Regions from separate parts of the Sus scrofa genome. Here all the other regions are linked to region 2. The links are chromatin contacts, called in public Hi-C maps. All regions are on one chromosome and are shown on one strand. Each heading gives the region's core, a stretch centred on a gene start, on an enhancer-like site or on the middle of the called end of the contact. The rest is flanking DNA. Distances are from core to core; before and after follow the strand shown. Region 1 holds the start of GRAMD2A (GRAM domain-containing protein 2). Region 2 holds the start of BBS4 (Bardet-Biedl syndrome 4). Region 3 holds the start of PKM (poly [ADP-ribose] polymerase 6).

Evidence for each region. Hi-C and Micro-C count contacts between places; a contact is called where the count stands out from the background.
Region 1: a Hi-C map of retroperitoneal adipose tissue shows a contact between it and region 2, with 1.9 times the contacts expected there. The contact joins the promoter of GRAMD2A here to the promoter of BBS4 in region 2. A contact is called at or near these places in 2 of 47 Hi-C or Micro-C datasets (heart right ventricle and retroperitoneal adipose tissue).
Region 3: a Hi-C map of liver shows a contact between it and region 2, with 6 times the contacts expected there. The contact joins the promoter of PKM here to the promoter of BBS4 in region 2. A contact is called at or near these places in 2 of 47 Hi-C or Micro-C datasets (heart right ventricle and liver) and 1 of 2 datasets of contacts at active chromatin or transcription factors (alveolar macrophages).

Annotation. Positions count from the first base shown.
Region 1 is chr7:61,031,192-61,035,595 of Sscrofa11.1, forward strand. It overlaps GRAMD2A (GRAM domain-containing protein 2), which reads left to right and starts at 1,592. Exons shown (of 12, transcript XM_013978113.2): 1 at 1,592-2,763. The coding sequence starts at 2,723. PKM (poly [ADP-ribose] polymerase 6) reads left to right here. Exons shown (of 32, transcript XM_021099107.1): 31 at 100-281; 32 at 863-1,587. The coding sequence ends at 969.
Region 2 is chr7:60,690,718-60,695,231 of Sscrofa11.1, forward strand. BBS4 (Bardet-Biedl syndrome 4) reads right to left here and starts at 2,611. Exons shown (of 16, transcript NM_001244787.1): 1 at 2,569-2,611. The coding sequence starts at 2,592.
Region 3 is chr7:60,969,654-60,974,402 of Sscrofa11.1, forward strand. It overlaps PKM (poly [ADP-ribose] polymerase 6), which reads left to right and starts at 3,354. Exons shown (of 32, transcript XM_021099107.1): 1 at 3,354-3,601. It overlaps LOC102166620 (a long non-coding RNA gene), which reads right to left and starts at 2,068. Exons shown (of 5, transcript XR_001297909.2): 1 at 1,830-2,068.

The DNA.
Region 1 (4,404 bases), core at 342-2,841, 340 kb after region 2:
GCTGGCATGGTGAGTTGGATTAGAGGGTGAGCTCTTGCTAAAGGCCCTGAGGGGCTTCCTGGGACACTGTTTAATGGTCTTGCCTGTCCCTCATCTCAGGTCTGCACATCAGGTGGCTAGGTACCGCCCCCGAGCCCCCATCATTGCTGTGACCCGGAATCACCAGACAGCTCGCCAGGCCCACCTGTACCGCGGCATCTTCCCCGTGGTGTGTAAGGACCCAGTGCAGGAGGCCTGGGCCGAGGACGTGGACCTCCGGGTGAACTTGGCCATGAATGTTGGTGCGTGGCTGGGAAGCAAGGGCTAGAGGTGGGGGTTGGGGAAGGTGTCCCTCTCTAATGCTGAATGTTCTCTCTGAATCCTCCATCCCATTCCCTGAAGCCTCTGGGCTGAGACCAGGAGGGTCTGATCCACCCATTTTCTCTCCTCACTCTCTTCTAGTCTGGGGTCCAAAGCAAGGGATCCTGGAGAGCTAGGGTTGTTCATTCTTTAGCATCTGCTCATTATTGAGATTTTTCATAAATTTAGCCAGAGCTCCTGCATTGTGGGGCAGCCCACATATGGCTTCTGTCCAGTATAAGAGCAGAGTGTTGTGGGATCAGAGGAAGCAGCTATAGCTGTGACCTTGAGCTGGGCTCTCCACCCTCTAGAGTAGAAAATGAATGTTGTCCAAAGGTCCCTGCCAGCTCTGCTCTGAATGATAAGGAAATATCAGGGCTGTGGGGCTGGCGCCACCTTGTGGGTATAAGGAAGTAAAGGCCTGCCTGTCCTTCTTGCTATTTTTGATTGTGGGGCCGTCTTGCAGGTGCATACCTTCCTGGCATGATTTTTACTCACCCGCCTCTCTCCTCTTTTTCCCCAGGCAAAGCCCGAGGCTTCTTCAAGAAGGGAGATGTGGTCATTGTGCTGACCGGGTGGCGCCCTGGTTCCGGCTTCACCAACACCATGCGCGTAGTGCCTGTGCCGTGATGCACCCTGCAGCCCCTACTCCAGCCCCATCCCATCCCCCTCCCTCAATCCATCCATTAGGCCAGAAATGCTTGTAGTGCTCACTTGGGGCCGTGTGTGGCACTGGTGGGCTGGGACCCAGGGACACCTCTGTGAAACATGGCTGTTTTTAAGACCCTGCTTGGGTGGGGTAGTTCAGAGCTGGACCTCCCATCAAGTATCCCCATCCAAGCAAGGGATGAAGGAAGGGTGCAGGCAGGACTGGAGTCCCCAGAGGGCAACAGCTCCTGCTTCTCTTCCTTTGTGTACTCCTGTAGTTCTGTAGAAAATGGATACCCAGAGAACTCCCAGCCCTGGCCTGGAATCAGCAAAGAGCAGGGGCCTTAGGGCATGGGGCATGAAGCAGTGGTTCCAGTTTAAGCAGACTCTGGCCCTGGCCCTTACTTACTTCTCCAACCCCCTTAGCCTCCCTCACTCCCCCTTTGTTGTGCACTGTGCACTTCTGTTCCTTCACTCCATTTAGCTGCCGCTGCAGACAAACACTCCACCCTCCACCTCCCATTTCCCCGACTACTGCAGCCGCCTCCAGGCCTGTTGCTATAGAGTCTACCTGTATGTCAATAAACAACAGCTGAAGCACCTGTTTCCTCTCTTTTCTGATGATTAAGGGGGTGGTTGAACCCTGCCCTCTGAGTGGGGTGAAAATGGCAACAGCCTTGTGGCTGTGTACTCCTGTGTTAACAACTTAAGCCACCTGCCATCCTGTCTCCCACCGTGCTGAGGTGCTGGGAAAGCCGTTGCTGACTGTCTTGAGGATACACGTTACCCTTTGCATCACCCGGGGATCTAAAAGCTCAGAGAAGGCAGCAAAAAGGTCCTCTTCCTCCTGCTCCTGAGTAAACTGGCGAGTGAGATGGCCCTTGCCCTGCCCCTCCCCCTAGGTTCTCCTGGAGTAGAGGCCTCTAATGGAAGGATGAGGCCAGATTCCAGAAAATTTATGGAAACCTGGGCTGCTTTTGTGTTCCTTCTGTTTTCTAATGCCCACCTTCCATAATAAAGCAGGGCCAAGGGGAGGGGAGAGGGCTGGGCATGAAACTGCATCTGGCTTGCACCTTTTCTCCAGACCAGTCCCAAGGACCAACCCTTTCCTGGTGGGGATTTGAGGGAAAGGGCCCAAAGGTCAGTTTGCCACATCCCCACCAATCTGATCTCTTCACCTGTGCTGCCCCACTCTTGATTTCTGGCCATCTGCGGTCCCTCCCTAGAGACCTCCGAAAGCGTTCTGTTTGGGGAGATTGCCAAGCCCCCAACTCTGGGAAAAGTACATGAATCATTTCATCTCCGGAGCTATCCGACATCCGACTCTTGTTCAAAATTCCCTCTGGTGTTCCCTACTCATATCCTCTTCTATTGTGAAGAGAAATTGAAACTGCCCTGGAACTTAGGTTTGGGAGGTTTTGGAGGCGGGCGGGAATTGGTTGCTGCAGAGGCCTCGGGCTCCAAGGCTAATGCGCTAAAGAGGAAGAACGTGGAGCAGGCACCTAAGGCCCTCGCTGTGAAGAGTAGACCCAGACGGACAATCGGGTGGACCGAGCCGTAGGATCCGAGCAGAACTTGGGACCCCACTTAGATCTGGAGAGAGGGAGGAACTGCCAATGGGCTGGACCCGCCCCGCACGGGCAGCCAATGGGCGTTCGGGGGCGTGTCCTCCGAGGAGATCGTGGGTGAGTGTTCAATCCAGCCGCGATGTTTCCACCGACCTGGAGGCTCCGAGATGACTGCCGTGAGCCGAGGCGAGGCTGCGGAGTCCTGCAGGTAAGGGTCTGTGACTCGCGGACCGCGCGGGGTCCCAGAGGCCGCCTCGAAGGGACGCTGTCCGACTGGACCGGCGGCCGCCGCACTTCCGAGCTTTCTGCCCGCGGGGCAGACACTTCCCAGCCGCCGGAATGCGGGCTCAGCTCCAAAACTGCGCTGCGCGGGCCCGAGCGCTTCCTGGGCTGCTAGGTCTTCGCGTGGAGGCGGGATGTCCGTCTGTCGGCGCTTCGTGCTGCACCCCCTGACCCTGGGGATGAGGCACGTCTGGGCGGCATCAGGGAGGCGGAGGTCACCCTCCTCGGGGTACCTCCCAGGGTCCACCACCACCCTTCTCCGCCGTCGTTGGTCGGTCATTCATTCATTCCCCAGCCATATCGACCCCAAGTCCTGACTGCCCCCCACCCAAGGGCCGGGGCATTCCTTTTGGCCCCTGGAAGGGTCAGCCTCTCTCCTCGCCTAACCGGGTGTGCAATTGTAGCGGCGCTGAGCTGCCCAGGAGGCAACGTGGAGCTGCCCCAGCACGACGGCCGCACCTGCGCGTCAGGACGGCCCCGGTCGGGCGGGCTGGGGCCAGTCTCTCAGCCTCAAGATCTCTTCCACCCTCGCCCTCGGAGGAAGCAAAATTCTTGGAGCTAGGGAAGGGGCAGGGAGGCAGGGAAGGCGGGAGGTGGCGTTTCAGGTGACACCATGAATTGGGGTCTCTGTCCCCTGAGGTCATGGGGCCCTGGAGGTAGAGGTTTTTGGGAAAAAGAGCCAGTGGATGAACCTGTAAATTCCTGCCTTTGCCCAGGTCTCAACCCCCACAGCCTGAGCTCTGGAGGGCGCCTGGCACCCCTGGCCAGCTAGCACTGGGGCAGATAGGGTGAAAGTGTGTGAGCCCAGTGCCCAGTCTATATGGAGCTAGTGGAATGTTTAAGGGCTCTCTCTGTCCTGTCCCCAGAGAGGCTGGTGGAGCTCTACCCAGCTGGCACTTGCCCTTCTTTGCTTTGCTTGCCCCATCCATCCTTGGAGGAATTAGGCTTCTAGGGAATGAGAGACTGTCCTGACAATCCTGCCTTTTCCTCATGTACACCTCCAGATGGCTCTGAAGTCCAGCTCCTTTCAGACTGAAGACTTTGGGGTTGCAGGGAGTGGAGGATAGGGTGTCCCTCCCCTCCTGCACTGAGGGGGCCAGTATGCTCCTATCACAGTACTCTGTTTGCACAGGCAGCTGCTTTCAGGTCTGAGGCTATTGTTTGACAGGACCAGTCAACAGTGAGCATCTCTGGGGCAAATGGGCAGGTTTAGAGCCCAAAGCTGCCACAAGCTGCCACTGAGCTTCCAGGAGCATTTCTGCTGGGACCAAATCGAACTTCTCTTTCCTGACTTACCTTTGGGAGAATTTTCTGAATAGCCTAGAGGGGACAGCCAAGGTCCTATCCATGCCTTGATGTTACTGGTTGCTTGAAATTTCTGAGCTTAGGTGAGTCTTCGAAGCTTTAGTGCAGACCAGAAGGATCTGTGTGCCAATCTATCCACCTAGGAGGACCCCCTGAGGTTGAGGTCGGCACTACTCAAGATAGGCTATGCCAGCCAAACTCCTTGAAGCTCTTTCATGTGCCTGCTTGGGTGGCCCCTCCCAGTCCTTAACCTGGTGAGGTT
Region 2 (4,514 bases), core at 1,361-3,860:
TTTTATTTTGTACAGTTCCTCAAAGCGCTTTTCTGTCTGCTAGATTAGATGCTGATTCATGAATCACTGAATAAAGCCAATATGATCTTTAAAATGTACTCAGTTGAGGGGAGTCCCCGAGGTGGTACAGCAGAAATGCATCTGACTAGGAACCATGAGGTTGTGGGTTTGATCCCTGGCCTCAATCAGCGGGTTAAGGATCCAGCATTGCCGTGAGCCATAATGTAGTGGGTTAAGGATCCAGCGTTGCCGTGAGCCATAGTGTAGGTCACAGACATAGCTTGGATCTGGCGTTGCTGTGGCTCTAGCGTAGGCCAGCAGCTACAACTCTGATTGGACCCCTAGCCTGGGAACTTCCATATGCCACAGGTGCAGCCCTAAAAAAAACAAAAGATAAAAGACAAAAAATAAATAAAATAAAATGTATTCAGTTGAGTTTTGTTTTTTAATACCCCACTCCACAACTTTTACTTAAATACACACCATGGAAGTCCTTCCACATCAATATACATACTTCTAACATTCTTTTTAATGGTTGCATAATATTCCTCAGTATAGATATACCAGGAATCATCCATTTCTCTACTAATGGGCATTTGTTTCCAGCTTTTTGCCACTATTAACGGTACTATAAGGAGTACCATGGACCAGGTGCTTATGTTTTGCTTTTATTTCAATGGGATATAGTCTAGGAGTGGCACTACTAAGTCTTTTAGTTCTATTACAAGATGCCCTATCACTTCCAAAAAACTGAAGTTCACATTTCCATGCAGTATGAGATCCTGCTGTACAGCACTGGGAACTTTATCTAGTCACTTATGGGGTATGATGGAGGATAAAGTGAGAAAAAGAAAGTATATATATGTATGTGTGACTGGGTCACTTTGCTGTACAGCAGAAAATTGACAGAACACTGTACACCAGCTATAACAGAAAAAATAAAAATCATTTAAAGAAAAAAAAAGTTTCCATGCAGTGATAACCTGCAAGGTAAGATTACCATACACTTCCACTGTGAACAATAAGCTTGATAATACTGTAGATAGTTAACTTTTTTTTTTTTTTTTTTTTTTTTTTGCCATTTCTTGGGCCGCTCCTGCGGCATATGGACGTTCCCAGGCTAGGGGTCCAATCGGAGCTGTAGCCACTGGCCTATGCCAGAGCCACAGCAACGCGGGATCCAAGCCGCGTCTGCAACCTACACCACAGCTCACGGCAATGCCGGTTCGTTAACCCACTGAGCAAGGGCAGGGACCGAACCCGCAACCTCATGGTTCCTAGTCGGATTCGTTAACCACTGCGCCACGACGGGAACTCCTGAAAATAGTTAACTTTTGACTGAAGTCCTGAAGTTATATCAAAACAAGAAAGTCATTCTCTTTAATATGCTATCAGAGACTCAAAAATACAGGAAAATTCTGCCATCACATTCATATTCTGTTCATCAACACCAACCTGTACCAGCAATGAGAACTAGAGAATAAGGTATGTTTCCAGCAATGTCATATTACCGTTATACCTAACATTTATGTAGGTCAAGGATTTTATTATGTTTTCAATGTCTAAAATCTAGAAGAACTAATAATGCTTTTTTTTTTTTTAATTAACAAAAATCTTTGCTTTAGGTCTCCCAGTCTGTATTCTGAGTTTTCTGATTACACTACAATAATTTGATTTTGGAATACCCATTGTGGCTCGGATGGTTACAAAACCAACTAGCATCCATGACGATGTGGGTTAGATCCCTGGCCTCACTCAGTGGGTTAAGAATTCAGTTTGCCACAAGGTGCAGCATAGGTTGGGGACGTGGCTTAGATCTGGTGTTGCTGTGGATGAAGCTCCTCCTGGACACCTAGCCTGGGAACTTCCGTACTCCATAGGTTCAGCTCTAAAAAGGAAAAAAAAAAAAAAAAAAAAAAAAGTGGACAGTTTCACACTTGGAACGTTACAGAAGTTAGATCTAATTATGAATTTACGCCTCAAAAGTAACTATTACTGGGCCATCCTGAATTAACCTGAGCTATTTTGTATTAGCAGTACGTGGGGTTGAATCAACAACACCTAATTCAGACCAGCTGAATCCCAAAACAGTCTTTTCCTAAACTTGAGAAAACTGTCCCGCCCCACCGGCAGAAGGTAGTGACGCAGAAAGCTTCCAGGATTTGTTTCCTTCAATGTCTAATCCAGGGGATTAACAGAAACTGTTTTGCACAGTGTGTAGTGCTTCCTTTCCAAACCTCATGAGACAGAAAGTATGGGGCTAGGAAAAGAGCCGTTTCTGATGAAAATCTCCCCTTTCCAGCCAGAGCACCTCAAGAGGGGCTCTAGCCCTAGCACAGGCCCAGAACTGCAGAGAACTCAGCCTGTCCCCTGGCCGAGCAGTTCCCAGGAGACTAACCGCTCCCGCCTCAGCTCCACATTTCCCCAGCAGCAGCGGCGTGGGACACTGCCTGCCCACCAGCCTGCCTGGCCGTTCTGCTCCGGAGCCGCTCCGCCCAGCCCCGGCGGGCCTACCCCTGCCCAACCCTGCCTGGCGGCCGGAATACTAAACAGAAATTTAGCGCTCACCGTAGCGAGTCTCTCCTCAGCCATCTTAGCTCCGCCCCCACAATGCGAGGCCGGAAGTCGGCGGTTTCCCAGACAACCAGGCAAACGGAAATCATAGGACTGGGGGAGTAGGGAGGGAGCTGGAAGCAGGGTAAGAAGTAGATCGCCGAGCGGAAGGCTTTGCCTGGGAGGCCCAGGATTCCAGAAAAGAGGCAAGAGTTGGGCACTTTGCTGCAGTCCACTTGACTTTAAAGGAGCCGGTGAGGGTATACGCAGCCAGTGGTCTCCTTCATCCCGGCCAGCGCTTACCGCCCCACTCCATCGTGTGGACGCTGTTTGCGAGACCCCCCCCCCCCACAGCGCTGGGTGGAGTGGCCAGCCCCATCTGGCCCTGCCCTGCTTTAACGCCACCCAGCGTTTATTTCTAGCCTTCTTCCGGAAGCCCCGGCCCTCAACCCCAAACCCTAGGACCCAGAACTTCATTTTCGCCTTAGATAAAAATTCCTTGTTTCTTGGCTACGGTATGGTCTGCCCCGTCGGCCTCCCACTTTTGTTTACGCTAGGGTTTGCAAATTAGCAGCTGGTGGGCTGCATTTAAACGCAGCCTTGTTTTGACTGCAAATATTTAAGAATTAGAAGATTTCATAAGAAACCCAAAAATCTAGCCTCGATGAATAAAGATGCCACAACGTGCCTGGGTTCCTGCATGGCGGTAAAATCTGAAAACTGCTGCTACTGTATATAGGCATTTGTTCACCTTTTTTGCTACAGTCTTCACTTTGCAACACATTTCAGCCTTCGTACCTTTCTGGGACCTGGTGTGGTGAATTAAATGCTTAGTCTTTGCACTGAGTGATTGTGGAAATACTTGGGCTTTGGAGTCAATACTTAGTAGTCTGGATTTGACTACTGCATGACTTGAGCCAGGCGTTTCTTTGAGCTTCATTCATTTCAGTACCAGAAGCCCTGTGACAAAATACATTGGAACTCTACACCAGGAGCACTGACTTTAGAGTATAGCGAGGAAATCACACATTGAATAATAACATAAGCAAAGTTTATGAAGAAATAGTTCACTAAAGAACAAATACAAATAGCTCTTAAACATATGAAAATATAACTTTGTAAGGAAGAAAAAACATGCAAATTAAAGTTTCCAAAAGATACTTTCCACCTCTTACATTGGCAGAGAACAAAAATTTTCACCAAGTTGTGAGTAAACATGCATATATTCTTCATCTGTAGCTAGTGGAGATGTAAATTGACAGCAGTTTGGAATAACTACCCAAATTAAAAATGCACATAACATAACCTTTAATTTCATTATACTAATTCTAGGAATATATTCTATGGGTATAAATGTGGGAGAGGACTTTAAATACAGAGTTATTTGATGCAGCATTGTTATAACAACCAAAGTCTGAAAACAACCTTAATGCCCACTAATTGAGGTTAAAGAAAGTGTGATGAGCCCATACTGCATGATACATGAAAAAGGAACTATTTACATTTTTATGTAGAATTGTGCACACGGTCTCTCTCTCTCTCTCTCTCTCTCTCTCTATATATATATATATATATATATGCCCCACCTGTAGCTTATGGAAATTCCTGGGCCAGGGGATGAATCCAAGCCACAGCTATGACCTACACCGCAGCTGCAGCAATGCCAGATCTGTTAACTCTCTAAGCCAGGCCAGGGATCAAACCTACACCTCCACAGTGACCCAAACTGCTGCAGTCAGTTTCTTAACCCACTGCACCACAGCAGGAACTCCACCAAGATATATTATTAACACATAAAAACAAAGTGCAGAAAAATGTACATGGGATCTGTGCAAATAAAAGAGAAGGCAGGGAGTTCCCTGGTGGTCTAGTGGTTAGGACTTAGTGCCTTCACCTCTGCCATCGGAGTTCAAGACCTGGTCAAGGAACTGAGATCCCACAAGCCTCTGCATGCTGCAGCC
Region 3 (4,749 bases), core at 2,104-4,603, 280 kb after region 2:
TATATATCTTCTGCTCAAGAAACCAGTCCACTCAGAATCATAATCTTTCAGCCCTATTCCAAGATTCCCAGGAGAGAACATTTGTTTAGCTCAGCTTGGATTAGGAATCCATTCACAGTTTGATGAACTACAGTCAGGGCACCAGGGGTCACATAAGAAGAATACAACCCTGGGCCTGCAGATCTGGAAATCAAGTGTAGAAAATATAATTCCCAAAGGATAGCGCTTGTGGGCTGGACTAACATAAGATGGTGTGCACTTGAAGCTCAATTTTGCAGGACTGGGTGATCTCCTTCATCCTGATTTAGGATAGGAAAATAGAGAAAGTAGATGGCAGGAATGATCCAGGGTTGTGATTTTAAGGGCAAGCATGTTAGCAAAAATGTGGTTAGAGTAACCGACTATAGGATCTAGACTAGATGGGAAAAGAGGCAAAGCCAGGAAAATCTTGATCAACTATGAGGCAGTTGTGACTCATGTGATTCATGATGAGTAAAAGAGCTGGTGGTGTGAAATGGGAGGGAGTGAGCAGGGGAAATTCTGGAAGGTTATGGTATACTGGATTCTGACATTTCACTCATGGGGACAGACCTCCCATGCTTACAACCAAGTGCTTCTATTCATACATTCCCCTGTATGTTTGGCTCCCCAAAGCTGCCACAGAGCCCTTGCCAGTGAGCTGTTTTAGGGAGCAGAGCCAACTCCTTCCCCAACTATTCTGAACTTCTACACTCTGGGCCTGTCTTCAAATCCTCTGATTTTATATCACTCATTTTTTAAAAAAATTTTTTTGCCTTTTGTGGCTGCACCTGCAGCATATGGAAGTTCCTGGGCTAGGGTCCAATGGAGCTGCAGCTCCTGGCCTACACCACAGCTGTAGCAATGACAGATTTGAGCCACGCCTGAGACCTATGCCTCAGCTCATGGCAATGCCAGATCCTTAACCCACTGACCAAGGCCAGGGATTGAACCGTGTCCTCATGGATATTAGTTGAGTTTGTTATTACTGAGCCCCAAGGAGAACTCCCTATTCCCTCACTTTTTTTCAGTTATTATACAAAATGTGTGTAACAAACTAATACTAAAGCAGTGTTGTGGCCCAGGCTGAGAGGCCAGGTGAGAAAAGTAGTGGCATCAAAGGGAGAAAGGAGTGAGAAGGCAGATGCTGAGGACATCCAAATGTAAAAAACATCATTGGGAAAATTCTGACTGAGGCCGGCTCAGGAGGGCTGCATATGTCATGTGTTTATATCACTCAGAGCCAAAGCTTCCTTGTGTATGCTGTGTTTAGCTAAAAAGAGGGAAGTAGATAGACAATAAGCCTTCCCCAATAGTGCTGATGGAAAAAACGAGCATGTAGTAACTCCAAAACACCTGATTCTGGTAAGGACGAAGGGAGGTCTGGCCATGTCTGAGGTCAATAACCACAATAACCAGTCAACAGCTTCCATTTATATGTGTTAGGCTGAACCATATAAATTTTTTGTTTTGTAAAATATGAAGAGTCAAATGCACATTCATACAATTCGACATACCTTCTCATTTCATCCTCACCACAAGAGCCCTATTAAACAGGTATTATTGTCCCCACTTCCCAGATGAGAAAATTAAGACTTGACGGAAACTCTAGAAAGTGAAAGTCTTGGTTCAAGGCTGAAAGAGTAAGTCCTGAAAGAAAGTTGTGAATCCAGATTTTCTGAATATAAGGCCAGAGTGCTTTCCAGCACACCACAGCTACCAGGGGCGCAAATGAATTAAACTTAAGAATTAAAAGACCCTGAGGTATTACAAACTAGAGATTCTTGGAGTCAAGAGGGTCTCAAGAGTACCTTCTCAATCTCTATCGCCGCCTGGGCTCCAAAGAGGCTTCCGGAGTGCTTTCCCTGCTCCTTCCTCCCAACCGCATGGGGCGCCCAACCATCTGGTTCAGCGGGCTCTCCCCGCCCTCTCAGGGCCCCTCTTGTTTCTCTACACATCCGCCGCCGACTCACAGCGCAGGCGCCCCCCCTGCTCCGTGCCTCCTCCCAAACGGCAACCACTGCGCAGGCACCTCAAGCCTGGCGTCGGGGGCGGGGGCGTGCCCAGGGGCAGGCCGCGTGGCAGTTGGTCCGAAGCGGACCACGTGGCCACGGTGCCCGCCGCGCGAGCGTGCGCAGAGTGGCTCAGCGCGGCCGTGACGGAACGACGAGGCGTGCGGGTGCGCGACCTCTCCCGCCCGGCCCCGGCCCCCGCCCCTTGGCCTGCCGCTCCGCCCCCGCGGGGCGTCCCGGGCCGCTCGTCCCCTCAGCGGCGGCCGCGCGCGGCCCGGGGTCGCCGTGAGTACTCGCGAGGCCAGCTTGTGGGGCGGCCGCCACGGGGACGGGGCGGGGCGGCCGAGCCGCGGGAAGGGTGCGGGGCCAGGGTGGAGGAAGTGAAGGGTTTGGACCCGGTGGCTCTGAGAGGCCTTCTGAGTTTAACAGGCTTCGCTTATGGCCGGGCGGCTGGCGACACAGATCGGGCTCAGAGCTTCTTCCCCGGGAGGCAGGTGTTGGGTGTCTTCGGGGTCTCCGGGGGAAACCGGAGAAGAGCTCTAAGTGCTTCCCCAAGGGAGGCCTCAGTGAGGGCCTGTTCTGGAAGCACGAGTGGCGGCCAATGTTGGGGGCTCACCCCGGCCTCTTCTTCCGCCGGGTACACGAGATAGCGCTGGGAAGCGGGCATCGCCGGGCGGTGGGTTCTCCCCCGCACTCTTTGTTCCATGGCCTAGGCTTTTTGAAAGGAGCACTTCGCTGCAGAGCGGAGTCACCTTCTTTCCCAGGACCGCCAAGCCGGGATCAAACGTTGAGATCGGAGGCTTCTTTGACTAGATGCAAAGTTGTCACGCGGAGAAGCGCTTTTGGACCTAGGCCAGGACATTTGTGATCCGGACTTGATGCTTATTTACTTTTGGCCTATTCTTATGCAAATTTTTTGTTAGCTGCTCTCTAGCGCTGACACCCTTCTCTGGGCATTCTTCATACAGTCAGTATTTGACTTGGCTTTTCTTGAAAGGGTTCCCTTGATTACCTCGTTTAGATAAATCAAATAGGTCTTTCTTACTAGTTCATTAACAGCTCCCTTAATTGGGTTGTAATCTCATCACTGGAAGAGTGGATGTCATTAGAATCTGACAAATGTGCTATAGTCCCCAGTTCCACTGTACGCTATTATACTTCTGACCCTAAGCAAGTTGCTTGACGTCCCTGCACCTGCATACTCTATCTGTAGTGTGAAAAGTTTAAAATAGGTTATATACAGCCTAGTTTGAAAAAGATGGTAGTCTCTAAATTGTTTCTTCACTGGACAGGAAAAATTCTCTCTGAACTACTTTTTTCTCCTTGTGGTAACAGCAGAAACCAAGCAGCAACAGCCCTTGGAGAGAGACTAAGCTTTCTTGACCTCTACAGTGGCACAGTGGCAAAGAGCTTGAGAAAGTTGGCACTTCTGGGCTACACCATTGTCATCCAGGACATTAATGCCTCCCTCTTTGTTCCTCTGAGACCGTCCAGATCAGCACCTGTTTATTTTCAAATCTCACAAACCCCACCCCAGATCTTCATAGTTTGGTTCTCAGCTGCTCTTGAAGGTGAATGGAGTCTTGCTTTTTAAAATCATTTTTGTATGGTTTTGTCTATGTGTAGATGTGTTTAGGTTCTTGTATTTATCTCCCCTTTGGCTTAGGTCACAGTTCATTCATTCATTCACTCATTCAATTAGCTATGTTATGAGGGACTGACAGTACAGACAGTGAAAATGCTCAAAGCCTCTGCCACCGTAGAGCTTACATTCTGATGGGAGGTAAATACAATAAACAAACATTTTGTCATAGAGTGGTAAGTGCTGTAGGAAAAAATAAAGCAAGGAAAGGGTTTGGAGAGTGCTAGTGTGTTGTGTATTGTGATTTTACTGTTTTATGTAGGATAGTCAAGGTGATCTTCAAGCAGAGATCTGAAAGAGTAAAGGAGCAAGCCCAGTGAATATGGGTGAAAAGCATTCCAAGAAGAGTGGCAAGCAGGCACAAAGACCCTGTGGTGGGAATATGCTTGATATGTTGGAAGAACAGCAAGTTAGAGAGTTTCAGTGATACTCTTCATTTCACATTTAGAGTTGATAGGAGACTCCTTAAAAAGTATGAAAGTAGCCTCTGGGTTTGTTTGTTTTTCTTTTTAGAATGAAAATTTCCAACTATATACAAAAGTAGAGAGTTTACAAACCCTTGTGTACTTATCACTCAGCTTCGTTTGTAATCAACATTTTATGATTTTCATCTGAACATTTCATCTGTTCCCCATTTTATTTGTGCTGGAATAGTATTTTAAAGCAAATCTTGGCGTTCCCATCGTGGTGCAGTGGAAACGAATCCGACTAGGAACCATGAGGTTGTGGGTTCTATCCCTGCCCTTGCTCAGTGGGTTAAGGATCTGGTGTTGCCGTGAGCTGTGGTGTAGTTCGAAGACATGGCTCGGATCTGGCGTGGCTGTGGCTGTGGTGTAGGCCAGTGGTTACAGCTCCAATTGGACCCCTAGCCTGGGAACCTCAATATGCTGCAGGTGTGGCCTTAAAAAGACAATAAAAAAGGAAATATTTAAATTAAGATTTGAATATTTAAAGATATCAAGCATTTCATCTCTAAGAACTTCAGCTGCAGTTTCCTTGTGCATTTTGTTTGTAATGGGTCAGGCAGCACTGTTGGCTGAAGGACTGCTATGTTGTTTGCCCTGGCATTGTGCTTTA